Regions from separate parts of the Zea mays genome. Here region 1 is linked to region 2. Evidence: chromatin contacts called from public Hi-C data. All regions are on one chromosome and are shown on one strand. The core of a region is the stretch at or near the end of the contact, and the rest is flanking DNA. Distances in the headings are between cores, read along the strand shown. Region 1 holds the start of LOC100277410 (hydroxyproline-rich glycoprotein family protein). Region 2 holds the start of LOC100502171.

Region 1 (7,111 bases), core at 3,844-6,343, 280 kb before region 2:
TATCCTGTCAAACAGATAATGATAACCCAGCAACGTCAAGATCTACAGATGAACATCCCCGCGCTGCGCAAGCTCGATGCGATGCTCCTTGTAAGCATGGGCATGCTCTATCTTGACCATTCACTGAACAGTTCTGACTTCAGAGGGGTATCTGAATTCTGAAGCTCTAATAACTTGTGTTACTGCTGCCGTGCTGCGTGTGTGCCTCCTGTGGAACAGGAATACCTCGACAGTTTCGCGGGTAAGCAGGAGTTCTGGTATGCGTCGAAAGACGCAGATGGACCGGGCAAGGGCAGCACGCCGAGGCAGGACGACAAATGGTGGCTCCCGACTGTCAGGGTCCCTCCTGACGGTCTGTCAGGTGCATACAGTAAATGGCTTCAGAACCAGAAGGACCTCGTTGCGCAGGTGCTCAAGGCAGCAATGGCTATCAACGCTAATGTCCTTATGGAGATGGAGGTTCCTGAATCGTACACGGAGTCGCTACCGAAGGTGATCATCCCCATAAGACCATACCTACTAGCGTCTTGCCGTACTCTGTTTACGATAATAATTCTAACAACGTACTGACTCTTACCCGCTTCTGTTGTCCTGCGTCTGCTAGAATGGGAAGTCCACCCTTGGGGATTCAGTGTACAGACTTATAACCGACGATCATTTCGACCCTGAAGAACTGCTACGCTCCGTGGACTCGTCGGATGAACACAGCATTGTTGATCTGAAGAACAGGATCGAAGCCTCAGCAGTCATCTGGCAGAAGAAAATGACCCACAACAAGGACAGCAAATTGCCCTGGGGACATAGTCACGAGAAGCGGGGAATGTTCGAAGGGAGGGCGGAGAACGTTCTTCTCCTCATCAAGCACAGGTTTCCTGGCATTGCCCAGTCGGCGCTGGACATAAGCAAGATCCAATGCAACAAGGTATGTATGGGACTGGGATGCCTCGTCAGATATACGCCATTTGTTGCTTTGTTTGTTCATTCGAATGCCTTGCGTACCTCCCTTTTGTATTCGTCAGGATGTTGGCCTTGCCATTTTGGAGAGCTACTCCAGGACTCTGGAGAGCCTGGCTTTCACGGTCATGTCTCGGATCGAGGACGTTCTGAGCGCGGACTTGGCCGCTCGAGATCTCAGGAACACGGAATCGATGAGAATCGCCGCCAGCTTAGCTTCGGACGACACCGACAAGGTCGTCTCAGACGCTAAAGCCGAGGTAGAGAAGACGGGGAGAATGGAGCCGGTTTCGCCGGCGCTATCTGACTTGGTCGGCCCGAAGCTGACGAAGATCTCGCCAGTTGCAACCAAGAGGTTTTCGTACCTTGAGAATCTGGGTGGAACAAGAAGCCCGATAGCAAGACACTAGCTGCTGTAGGTAGGGGGTGTAGTGAGGGTAGATGGATCATGCCGTCGCAGAGCCTTCGGAAGAAGCTTTGTACATAGCATAGATGCCCACTGCGAACGTTTGTCTAACGATAATGTGACATCTAATCGACTAATAGAGGCAGAAGTTCTTAGAGCGCAAACATTATCACCAAAACCATGCCCTGCCCTGGCTTTCATAATCACTTTATTTAACACTTTTATCTTCATTGTTCATGGCGGCCTCTTCTAATGTCACCCTTGCTGAAAATGCTCTTCTTGAGGGCCTTCCACAAAGTTGCAAGGAAGATAAAAAACAAATGTATGCCGGGGGAGCGATGGCGCCGATTAGTTTGAACGGCAATCATGACGTCTCTCCGTAACGTCAGTGGAGCAGTACGTCAAAGAGTTCTTTTTTTTATGTAGCAGAATAAATAATAACCAGCAAGTGAAACACGGATCAAAATATTCTTGACGTCGACCAGCTGTTGCTTTCTTCGCATATATATATAAGACCCTAGACGTCAGATTGGCGTTACACAAGTTGCTGTCTTGCTGAGACATGCGAATAAAAAACACAACAGCCCGTTCTCACTTGGCTTTAATTCGTACCAGCTTCTATAGTATTTTATGTTTATAGAGTGCAGCTGCAGTTCATACAGCTGGTTTTAATCCGAAACGAACAACTTGAAAACACTATAGAATCAGTAAAAGCCGGTACGAATTAAAGCCAAACGAACAAAGATTCCCAATCAACATGCTGCAGAATTCAAACGCAGCCTACATCATCAGGATTCAGGAAGACCAGAACACAGTTCCTGTAATTTGCCAACGATATTTCATTTCACTGCTCCTGGGAAAGACTGCAGGTGTCTACAAAGAGGATCTTGGAGTTCAAACAGAGTACAAAGCTCATCATCACATACCCAGAACACACAATCTGATAATATAATCCTCATATACGATAAAGGCTACTCTTCGCCTACAGATCACTCTAATGACAGCTCAAATTCAATGCACACACTGCTCTACATGAACTATGAAATTGCCATGCATACTAGTGACTTATTAGTGCAGTTGTCTTGCCAATGCGCTACGCCGCGATAAAACACCGTTGGCATCCCTCAGACTCCTTGTCCTTCTGTACTCAATCTCTGCGTCTGAGCAAGAATGGCCAGGAGGAGATTTCTTCCTTACCTCTATCGGTTTTAGAGATATTTCATCCGTTGTCCTTCTGAAAGGATGACCATCTCTCGCAATACCCTCGTCCTCAGACAGATGACCCCCTTTTGTTACTGCCATGTGAGAGCAGAAATACAATGAGCACGTGTGGAAAGAGACACAACACTAGTAGGGGCATAACAAGTTTGTTCCTATTAAAATCTGAGTGTAGAAATCAGCGTACAATATGTATTTCATGCCAGCAGATTAGTAGCAAGAAAAACCTAATGTTACCTTTGAACACGTCCAAGCGCAGAACTTTATTTGGAGAATCAATCGAGAGTTGGTTTGCTGATTTCTTTGGGCTCGTGCCATCTTTAACGTAGGTGCATGATTTATCCGCCTTCTGAACCTCACTAGGCAGATCACTGAATGGGCAGATCTCAGTAGCAGGAGCATTGTTTCCAAATGGTGATATACTGAATGACTCGTCAACCGCATCTGGTATCCCAACATAAGATTGAGATTGGACAATTTCATCGGCACTAAACCCAAATGAAGCTCGGTAAGCTTCGATTTCATCGGCATCTTGCTTCTCCCTGGATACGCTAACCCTCCCGCCATTATGTGGAAATGCCTGCTGAGCCTGGTCCAGGTAGAACTGAGCAGATGCCGCTGGCCGAAAGAAATTGCTATCTAGCATATAGTTTCTCGGGGTATTTGAATCCAGACCAAAAATATTGGTTGGTGAGGTCCTGGCATACGGTGTGTCACAAGCAGATCTAGAGGTCTTCCATTGTGCAGTGGTTTCTTGCTCAGGAATGGGCGAAGCCCTGAAATATGGTGTGTCGCACGCGGACCTAGAGGTCTTCCAATGGGCAGGAGGAACCTCTTGCTCAGGTATAGGTGAGGATAGACCAGTCCTCGGAGTTACTGAAGCCGGTGAGATGAGGCTGCTACAAGGGCTTTCAGGGTAAAGTGGGTAGGATGCTTGGAGTCCTGAACCACCAGAATAGGTTGTTGATAAGAAAGGCATGTTATGCTCCTTGCTAGCAGTTTTGATATCCATAGAAGAAGAAAGAAATCTAGCATATGGAACATCTGGAGAAGAAGGTGTAGTTGCATGGGCTAGTTCAGGTGGTGGGGTCAACGGTGCTGTGGATGGCTCAGTTGTGTAAGTTGAGAAGACAGGTGGTGAGACAAGTTGAGGTTCATTAGCATATGGCCCAACGGCGAACATATTAGACGTTGGGCCACCAGGAGAGTTTGCGGATACAGACAGAAAGCAATTTGGCGATTGAGCAGTCGAAGGAAGTGCAGAGTTTGAGAAGGATGCCGGTGATGATGGTGGAGCCAGAAGAGATAAATTCATAGGCATATTTTGGTTTGAATTGGCACCAGACTGGAGACCATTTCCGCGAGCATTTGATCCATTCCCATCAGAAGTACGTGCTGCAGGAACAATTCTTTTCCCGCCCTTCTGCGATCCGAAACATGATAAGCCTGAAAAGCAGCCAGCCCATCTACTTTGCTGTTTAGAGTAGAGAAGCACATGTAAGTCCAAACAAATAACTTAGCTGTCACCGCAGAAATAAAAAGAAAATGCATGACAACAGAATTTTAAAGAAACAGTAAACTACACTTTGTATACAAAAAAAAAATCCACTATCATTATGCGGAGAAAAACTACATAACGATAGGCATAAAAGGCAATCGTGCAATAGAACACAAGAAGTGTTAGTGTTTCGCAAAAAAATCAAAGGTATTCACATGGAAAAAATATTTTATCATAAAGCAAGGATTATCGGCAAAATCGAACTGAACAAATTATTGGATCGAAGTAACCAAGCATATATATAGTACTGAAGCCAAATTATTGCTGGTAAAGATGCCCAGTTTGAAACTGTAACCACTGCAGAGCAGTACAATTCGTACTGAGTAAGCAAAGGCTGGGCCAAATGGCCAATCTAGGTCGTCAAGGACTCAAGGCCTACTAAAATTCCGGTACTGATCCTGCCGTCCACATATCTAAAGCATGCAGGGCAAAAGCTGCAGCTAAAGCACAAGTCCGATTGCATCCGCCTATGGAACAACAAGTCGTGTAGTGTATGTACCCTGTCCTGCTGCTGTAGTAGTTGGGGGTGGAATCTGGCGTCGGCCGAGCCTGCTGCCGTCGCGGCAGCACTGATGGCAGCTGCACCATTCGCAGCCCTGGTGCCACTGCCGCTCCCGACTGAAGACATTTCTGACTGTATACACACACGGTTGCTCGAGATCAGGGGCGCATCCAGTAAATGGCATGGTGTACACATATACACCCGACAACTTTTTTTGCAAAGAATCCGAAATTAGTATGTATAATGCATGTGTGCACCTGTAATTAGATCAGATCCAGCTGCAAATAAGCCAGATAGTTTAAGTTAGGGTTTGTGTGCTCGGTTTCGCACATCTGGACGGGAAGACAGGAAGTGCGCATACCTCGTGAGTGCTCGTCGTCGGCGATGGTCCCGTCGAAGGCTTGGGCACCTGGCGTAGGTCGGCGCCGGCGGTCGCCCAGTCGTCTCCACGAGAGAGAGAGAAACAGAGTGTGAGTGAGAGTGAAAGCACACGAGGGGGTGAACCGGAGAAGAAAAGGCAGGGGGCGAGCACGGTCGTGCTTTTTTATTCAATTTAGCCCTTCTGAAAAATAGTATTTCCAAATATATTCACGACGTAACTTATTACAGGTTTTTCTACATCTGTTGGCCACAACGTCTCTGGTCAGTGTCTAAAATAATAAAATAAATGTTTAGATGATGTTTAGCTCAAAGGAAATTTTTTAGAGTGCACGGAGGCGAAGGTGTCGTAAGAAAAGCTTCGATGCTGATAAAGAGAGACTTCAACGAAAGACGATGTCCAAAGGAAGCTTCGGAGAAGAAAAGATATAAGAGGTTTCAGTAAATATAAGACGTGTGTGACACGCTTGCGCTGTGAAATTACATGAATGTGCTCCGTATAATGTGGAGAGTTACTATATAATAGAGAGGGTAAAAATAACCTTATATGAAAGTGTAATGGAGCTCGATCCTAGGGTTGACCATTTGCTAATTTTGTGCCTATTGTTATATTTGCTCGAAAGTAGACTTGTTTAAATGTCAGGTCCAGATCGGGTCACAGTCAATTCGTAAGTCGTTTGGCACAGTTTGTATCCGACTCGTGCATAATACCGAGTCGGGTCAAGTTGGCTCGTGTATCTATTGGACGTGTCATTTCCGATCCCAACAGGGAAATGAGAGAAATAGATGCTCAATTTAAAGTGAGTAAACAGAATTCCATACTCGATCTCATATATTCCTACAGAATTATGTGGAAAGCCGTATTCCATGAAAATAGTATGTATGGCTTGGAGAAAGATCTTTCCTATCTTTTAAAATCCACTAAAGGCCAAAAAGCCAAAAAAAGTTGATTCGTTATAGATTATTGTAGATTAAAAACTCATGTGCTCGACCCATGGATTATTGTAGATTAAAAACTATGGCTCGTACACACCCGTTGTATTGATCGAGTAAGAGTTTTTTTCTGACATGTTAGATTGGGTTGCTTGGGTTAGGCGGCCCATGCTCAGGACCCTAAATCCTATAGCCGAAAGATAGCTTCCAAAGGTACGAGAATGACGCTAAAACTCCTATTAATGAATGACGATATTTTATGTATTTTCTTATGCCCAAACTTCTCGTTTGCTTATATCAATTATCAACGGTTCAAAACGGCTAGCTCGCACGCAAATGTGGACCAATTAAAACATGGTACGTTGCTAAAGTTGTTCAATACTGACCGAGTTGGATCAGGTCGAAATGGTCAATGTACCGGTGACCATCGATCGGCCGAACAGAGATCACATTGAAGCCAGCGTGGTCTATGTGCAGGCCAGGCCATGTCAGCGGTCTATACAAACCGACGTTGAAACCAGCCTCAATCCTAAAAAACAAGACAACGTATTTGAGACAATATTCATCTTCCATCTTGCAATCCACATGCCACTACGTGAACTTTGAGCACCCAGGGCCCAGGGCGTAGTAACACGAACACCCCGTGATCACTGGACGTAGGGAGGGGACCTATGAACTAGTATAACTACTTCATCGAAATCCTGTGCGTAACACTGAATTTACTGACATCAGTGGTATTTCTTTCCCCGTCTCAAAATAAAATTTGTTTTAGTAGATTCATACAATAATTAATATATGTGTTATATATATATATATATACTAGGTAAGTGCCCGTGCGTTGCAACGGGAATATATAATATCACGATAACTTATATATAAAATGTGTGTTATATTATTATGAGAAAAAGGATATTGAACAAATATATTAGCAATACACAGTAGCCTCCAAATTCATTAAAAATTCTATTAAACTACCAGACCCCGAAACATCAAAATGTCGAAACATCAAAATGTCGAATTCAGAGCAACAATCAAATGATGAACATCAATAGCGTACAACATTAAATTGTCTCGTCAGAAAAAAAGACAGCAATGGTATGTGGCCAAAGATGGATCAAATGTATCATCGTGTGACAATAGCTCACTTTGTCAGGTGGCCAGA
Region 2 (7,364 bases), core at 825-3,324:
CGACGGTTACTCCAACAAGGCAATAACGTTCTCTATATATATGTAAATACTTATATTAAAGACATTTTTATTTTATATATATATGTATTTGTCATACTCTAAAATGTATTATAAATATTTTAGTTTTGATAAACCGGTTATTTAAAGTATTTAAATGGATAGAGGTTTGTTTAGAGAAACTCTCTCTATATAGAATCTAGCAGCATCCTCTAAATTTAGAGAACCGTTTGTAGGACGCTGTTGGAGAGCGTAGATGGCCGTTTGATCCTCTATGTTTAGAATAGATGAGCCTTTAGGGGCCTTTGTACATTTGAGAGTATGACAAATACATATGTACAAAAAAAAATAAAAAATGTTTCTAATATAGATATTTGAGTATAGAAGACGTGATTTAGATGACGTTGTTAAGAGAAAGGATTTATAGAGAATGAAATCTTTTGGAGAAAACTGTGAAGAATGAATATAAATGATAAATATAGAGGATGTTGCTAGAGACAACAGACCCGTATAGCAAACGAGCCATGCATATGCTAAGGGGAAAAAAAAAGTCAAGACGACGGTCCACAGACCAACTTCACGCTTCGGCTGAGATCTCGACCGGCTGTTAACTTGGAATCTATCCATCCAATTCCATATAGCTATCAACAACATAATAACAAGTTGGATGAGAAAGGAAGCATATTCCGCAGATCATCCGAAACCCATTTCGTTTTCAGCATTTAATTTACACGTACACTGGCACTGCCTTCCATTCCATTCCATGCATGTCTCTCTAGAATATCCACTCGAGATACCTCAGAAAGTGTAGCCCAGCACATGATCCATCAGATCCTTTGAGCTGAGAACGCCACTTGCCCCTCCCTCCTCTCCTCTCCTCTCCTCTCCTCAGTGTGTCCTACTGGTTCGCTGCCGCCGTCGCCACCGCTCTAGAAAGCCATCTGTTGCGATTGCTGAAATTATACACAAACTTGACATGAATCAGTCTTGTCTTGTAGAAAAAACGTAGGAATAGAAAGAAAGATCGCAAGCAGCCAAGCAGATAGCCGGGCGATGCAATGGCTTGCGTTCCGATCCAGTGACGCAACTTGCCGTTCTTTTCTATGCGTGTGATGAGAGCTGGGAACTACGTGCTTCTGGTGACCGCAAAGAAAGGAAGGCTGGCACTAAGCAAGCAAAAAAGGAGAGGCGGCCACTCCACTGTGTCGTGGCGCCGCCTGCTGCACTTCCAGCGGTGTCGCAACGGCCATGTGGAGGGATATTCTGCAGGCGATCCCGGGATCCTGCAAACTTGCAGGGGTAGTAGGGAGTATATTATTATGGCCGTCGTCAGCAGACCGTTCAAAACCATATTTTGCACAGCTGTTTTTTTTCTCCATTTTTGTTTTACTTGGTACCGTGAACTGCAACGCAAAAGTCTCATTTGAACTAACGACATTTTGGATGTTCTGCTCGATTCCAGTTGTCTTTGGTCGGACGAACTGTTCTTTTTTTTTGGGTGTGTGTGTGTGTGTCTAGAATAAAAACAAACAATTCAACCAAATATCAGTTAAGCTACCTTTTAGCTCTAAAAATGTCTATAGCTTTTTTTAGGCTGGATCTTTGCATTTATATGGTTGGTCAGAACACTAGCTAGCTATGCCCAGCTAAAATTTGAGTTGTTTCTCCGTGGGATCGAAGTGGCAAATTCCTGCAGCCAACAATGGGGATTCCAGAGCAATCGCGCTGGCAAAAGTAGAAGCGGATCCGACGAGAGCGAGACACGGGGAAGGAACTCAAGAGGGGCCCAATCGGCAATAATAGCTTCCCGTTCAGCTCGGGTCAACTCACCGGCCTGATCACCCTGACCCCGGTTAGGTCCGCGTCATTTCGGAGCAAGGAAATGGAAATTCGGGAGCCCACCAAAAGCTTTCGTCTTCAGTTCCCAACACCTGTATTGGTCTATTGGAGAGAGAAAAAGGGAGAGTGGAGGAAGAACACGCGAGCTCGTAAAAGTGGCAGGGTGGGGGATGGGATCCCATTAGCGCAGCGCAATTAGGCGCGCCCTCGGCTAAATAAAAGAAGCCAAAAGAATTGCGCGCGGCACCGGAAAGGCGAGGCCTTTGCGCTCGCGCACCGTAGAAATCGTTACCGGCACCGCCACCACGCCCACTCGAGCAAGCCGCCGAGCACCCAGCGAGAACCTCCCACTCCTCCCAGTGGCTCTCTGTCCTCTCGCGCCCCCTCGCGTCCTCACTGCCACTTGAAATACCGGTGGGCACACGACCGCTCCAGTGTTCAACTGCTCCGGGCTGTGATTTGGTGCGACTTGGTGTTGTTGGTGGTGGTGCTACACGTCTTGGCCTCTGCTTCCTCGGAGGGATTGGAGCCGTTTGAACTCAGGAGCTTGCTGCTGGCCATGGTCCAAGGGTTAGGGGATGGATTGAGGCGTGGGGGGAGAGGAGCGCAGTAGCTTCCTCTTCTTCTTCTTCTTCGGTGCGCGGGTCTGGGCTCTCGGGAGCGAGCATGGCGGCGGGTTGGGATTGCGACAGGTATGGACACCATTGCGTCAGGCTCCAAATTTGGTACCTGCTTTCGAGGTTCGTTTCGCGTGTTGTCGATGGGGCGCCGGCGGTTTCCCCCCTGGCTTCACTGCCTCTTGTGCCGGCGCAGCCGCTGCTCCTCCCCGGTTCCTACCGCGGCGAACCCCAGCCGCGTGATCGTTGTTGAGGAGCGCGAATTATTCGTGCTATGACTATATTGTTGATTCTTCGTAGTTGTGTTTCTGCCATGTTCCCTCGGCTATCACTGGGGTTATGCCGTTACTTCTTTGTTGTTGATTGAAAGCGAAAGAAATATCTGGCTTCTTTGTTGGGTTTGGAGCTGTGAGATTAGGGAAATTTGTTTGTCTTGTTTGATTGGTGTGCAGGGTACTAAGGTTTAGTTGGGCTCCATCTTTGTTTGCTTCTAGGATGATGTAACTAGCATGGATAGATAATTGGTTGTGTTTGATTTATTCGGAAGGTTGGCTCATTTGATGGGTTGTGTCAATTGCCATAGCTGCTTATGAGTGGTTATGATGCTGCCGTGTATGTGATTTCTTGTTATCTTCATGTTTACCAGGAAGAATCTCAATTTCCCATGTCAAGTTTACAAAATGGCACTTGTGTTAACTAAAAAAACTAGTGGTTTCCCTGATTCAAACTTTTGTTTGTCTGATAATTTCTTCAGTTAAATAAAGTTGGAAGTACAGGTTATTTTAGGGAATCATCCACTCTGCCTTCTTTGGTTGATTTGGTTTTTGCCTGCCCCATCTATTGGTGAATTAGTGCTTTAGCCTGAACTTTCAGATCTTTCATTCATTATGTCTATTTTACCTTGCAGTAGGAAAAAGGACATACCGATTGCTGTAGTTGTCATCGATCAGGGAAATAACTTTTACATGTTTGTATATGCGTACTCTAGCAAGCAAAACTCTGTGGCCCTGTTTGGGACAGCTGCTGCTTGTTAAAAAAGCAGCTTATCTGATAAGCTGGTAAAAAGCAGCTTCTGCTTGTTGGCTGCTTTTAGTTCATTTTGAGAAGCAGCTGAACTGATAAGCTGCTGCAGAAGCTGCCTGTTTGGCAGAACTTCAGCTTAAATTTGTGAAGAAGCTGAAAATAAGCTGTGCCAAACAGGGCCTGTATCTACTGTTTCTGCTGTCATTCTGGGTAATAATCTCAATATATCATTGCCTAAAAAATCTTAATATATCAGGCTTCCATGTTGTTGGAATACGGTATTTTTGTTGGTTTGAACTGTCTTTTTTATTCTTTTGGTGTCTTGGACTATACTTATTATGGTGTTTGAGAAATAAAATGGTAAATGCAAAGGCAAAAAAGAATCTGATATGTTTGAGCATTTTTAACCAATAATTATTTGTTCTTAGAATCATATTTCTGATCTGCCCCATTCATTTTTACGCAACAACTTCTAATTTAGAGGGTTTTATCTTTTTACTGTTCATATGCCCAACAAACTTCATTAATGGAATTAGCCTAGTATATTGAGAAAATTAAGGGGATTTTCTACTGTATTCGTCCTTGAAAGCCTCAATTTCCTTGATCAGCATTTTCTATGAAGCATGTAAATATTTTTGTCTCTTTGTAGGCTTGCATGTTGCATGATATTATTTTGTAGTAAGATGCGAAAGGACTTCTAGTTGAGTTGGTTATGTGGTCTGAGTAGCACTCCTCAGGTCCTGGGTTTGACTCCCCGTGTGAGCGAATTTCAGGTTGTGGTTAAAAAAAATCCCCTCGTCTGTCCCACGCCAAAGCATAGGTCTAAGACTCGGTCCCCATCGCGGGTTTTTTGACCTGCGTGAGAAGGTCTTCTTCTTAATATAATGCCTGTGTGCTGTCTTACCCCCGTAGGTCGAGTTTTTTTTTATTTTGTAGTAAGATGACCATTTGAACTAATCTTCTCTTGCTATGGTTTCAGGGTCAGCTGATCCTAGCAATTGGACCCGACAGACCATTTTATTCTGTGATCTCATCATAATTGAAGCCCCCACTGATGAAAAGCTGTTACCTTGGTTGCTTTCTTGAGTACTGGTCACCAGATAGTAGCATGTTCTCTTCTGTGTGATTAGGCTTGATTGTGGACTGACACTCCTGGTCACTTATCTCTTGTGATCATCCAGAGTATATCATCTGTCAGCTGATCTTTTCTCTATGGAATCGCTTCCCTTTATGAAAGTATCCTTGTTTTAGGGCAAATCTCCTTTGGCAAACATTGTTCAGGGTGCATCACTTTGCTGGTTATCCTGAGCATATTCTCCTCGTCGAATGAACTATCAGCAGCGAAGAGACTTCCAAATGATATCCATCAGGAAATTCTCATTTAGTTTGATGGAAGTTTCATAAGGTTTCGTACCATCTGATTTGCTGGGCAAATCTCCTTTGGCAGTACTTATTAATAGCTCTTTTGGGGGCAAATCTCCTTTGGCATTAGCTTTAAGATTTCTCACTGGGCAAATCTCCTTTGGCACTAGTTCTACCTTTAGTTTCACATCGCTCTTCGGGCAAATCTCCTTTGGCACTAAATACCAATTATATTTACTATTTTTAGTAAATCTCCTTCCGCTGTGCGCACTAGCATCTATATCTGGGTAATTCTCCTTTGGCATTATCAGTCAAGTGTGCTGCCTGCCTGCACATAACTTATACGAGAATATCAAGAAGTGATTCTGGAAGGTAATACACCGATTTCCTTCAATGCGACATTTGTGGTTCCTGCAAGCTATGATGGCCATTCATTACTTGTATCCCAATGATCCATAACTAGATGCACTTAAATGTAGGACATGTAACTAAAAAGTTAGAACACAAGGATAGAGAGAAACGCTTATGGCTTATCCAATCCTCACTCGGTTAATTTGATAATGGCTGTGAGAATGAAAACAAATTGTGACATCAACATCAATAGAAGGCTATGAGGCCATACATTTGTATTTCAGTGGATAGATAATATATTAGCATATTGCATAAGGTGATAATGGAAAAGTCTCCACAAGGTTTCTGTGCCACTCTCCATGTGGTTGCTATAGTCATGGCAGAATGGAATGGAAAAGAAATAACCATGTGGAGCAACACACAATCCAATAGTCAATTTTAGAACTAGACGATAAACAGATAAATTTTGAGCATGCCAAGTGTTTTAAGAATTTAAAAGGTTTTTTTGATAAAAAACCTGTAAATTATCCTTAAGATATAAGGTTTGGATGTTTGGTATTGTTAAGGGTACCTCCCGCTCCCAGTACATTGCAAACACCATAAAGAGATATGGTTCTGTTTATCTTTTCTCGTTACGATCTCTGATCCTCTTATATTTCCATCATTTTCTGCAGAAATACTTGGCCAGCTGGTATATTGACCTTCTGGACATCAATTTGCATATTGTTCCTTGTTCTTGAGATTACCACGTTACCCAAGCAGCCACACCTTACTAAGAAGGTAGGTAATTATGGAGTAACATTTCTTAACAAGGTTGTCTTATGCCGTATCAATAACCAAGTGTGACGTTGCAGGGTTTGAAATCATGGATTTGTTTACAATTGACTCGGATAGTGAGTCATATACTGGGACCAGTGACAGTGAAGACCAAGAATGTGAATTTACATATAGTGACCATGCCCAAAACATCTTGTCCAGTCTGGATGAGAGCATTGGCAAGATTGATAATTTTTTGACTTTTGAAAGGGGGTTTCTGCATGGGGATATAGTCTGCCCTGTTTCTGATCCCTCAGGTCAGCTGGGACGTGTTGTTGGTGTTGCAATGTTTGTTGACTTGGAGACAAGCTCAGGTGACATAATTAAAGATGTAAACAGCAAGAAGCTATCAAGAGTGAGATCTTTTGTTTCCGGTGACTGCGTTGTTATGGGGCCATGGATTGGACGAGTGATAAGAGCATTTGATCTTGTCACACTTTTATTCAGTGATGGAGCAAAGTGTGAAATCCTGTTAAGGGATTCGGATGTACTGAAGCCCATTCCTCCTGTTCTTTTTGAAGATGCACCTTACTTTTATTATCCTGGCCAACGTGTGAGGATAGTCGATCCGTCAGTTTCCAAGTCAGCAACATGGTTATGTGGATCATGGAGGCCCAGTAGAGATGATGGTATTGTCTCTCATGTCGATGTAGGGCTGGTGCATGTGAACTGGATCACATCTGTAACCAATGTTTGGGGAGATAAATCATCAAGTCCTCCAAACATTCAGGACCCAAAGAAGCTCACCTTGCTGTCATGTTTCCCTTACGCTAATTGGCAACTAGGTGATTGGTGTGCTCTTATGACTGACAACAATGGATGCCTCTGGATGGATTCTGGCAAGTCTTGTATTCTTAGTGAAGACCAGAAGTGTGACTCTCATGCACACATGTATTTTGAAAGTTATGGTTCAGATTGTTCTCAAACATTTGTTGTTGCCAAGACAAAGAGCACTGTTGATGTTCTGTGGCAGAATGGAACTGTATCTCTTGGTCTAGAACCCCAGGCATTACTCCCTGTGAGTACCCTTGGTGACCATGATTTTTGGCCAGGTCAATTTGTCCTAGAAAAACTGACTGTAGAAGATGCTGCAAGATGTCCGCGAACGGCAATAGTGAGTGATGTGGATGCACTGGAGCGAACAGTAAATGTAAAATGGATTGGTCCAGCACATAGTGACATTGTCAGCTATGGAAGTGACCCTGCAGTGGAGACTGTAAGTGTTTATGAGCTAGTAGAGCACCCAGATTTCTCCTTCTGCACTGGCGAGGTCGTTATCAGGTCAGCTATGAACATAGACAAGTCTGAAGCAGATCCCACAAATGGGTCATTGGCAAGCAAAGAATCATTGGTTACCTC

Evidence for each region. A called contact is a pair of places that touch in the nucleus more often than the background predicts.
Region 1: a contact with region 2 is called in a Hi-C map of leaf, with 2.7 times the contacts expected there. The contact joins the promoter of LOC100277410 here to the promoter of LOC100502171 in region 2. A contact is called at or near these places in 3 of 25 Hi-C or Micro-C datasets (bundle sheath, ear and leaf).

Annotation. Positions count from the first base shown.
Region 1 is chr6:175,612,000-175,619,110 of Zm-B73-REFERENCE-NAM-5.0, reverse strand. It overlaps LOC100277410 (hydroxyproline-rich glycoprotein family protein), which reads right to left and starts at 5,093. Exons shown (of 4, transcript NM_001150976.2): 1 at 5,000-5,093; 2 at 4,636-4,770; 3 at 2,816-4,052; 4 at 2,178-2,655. The coding sequence starts at 4,764. The coding sequence ends at 2,429. It overlaps LOC100274290, which reads left to right. Exons shown (of 6, transcript NM_001148654.1): 4 at 16-90; 5 at 220-492; 6 at 605-1,534. The coding sequence ends at 1,207. It overlaps LOC118472275 (a long non-coding RNA gene), which reads right to left. Exons shown (of 3, transcript XR_004850396.1): 3 at 6,964-7,111.
Region 2 is chr6:175,332,760-175,340,123 of Zm-B73-REFERENCE-NAM-5.0, reverse strand. LOC100502171 reads left to right here and starts at 2,074. Exons shown (of 11, transcript NM_001363208.1): 1 at 2,074-2,528; 2 at 4,456-5,210; 3 at 5,864-5,969; 4 at 6,044-7,364. The coding sequence starts at 6,055.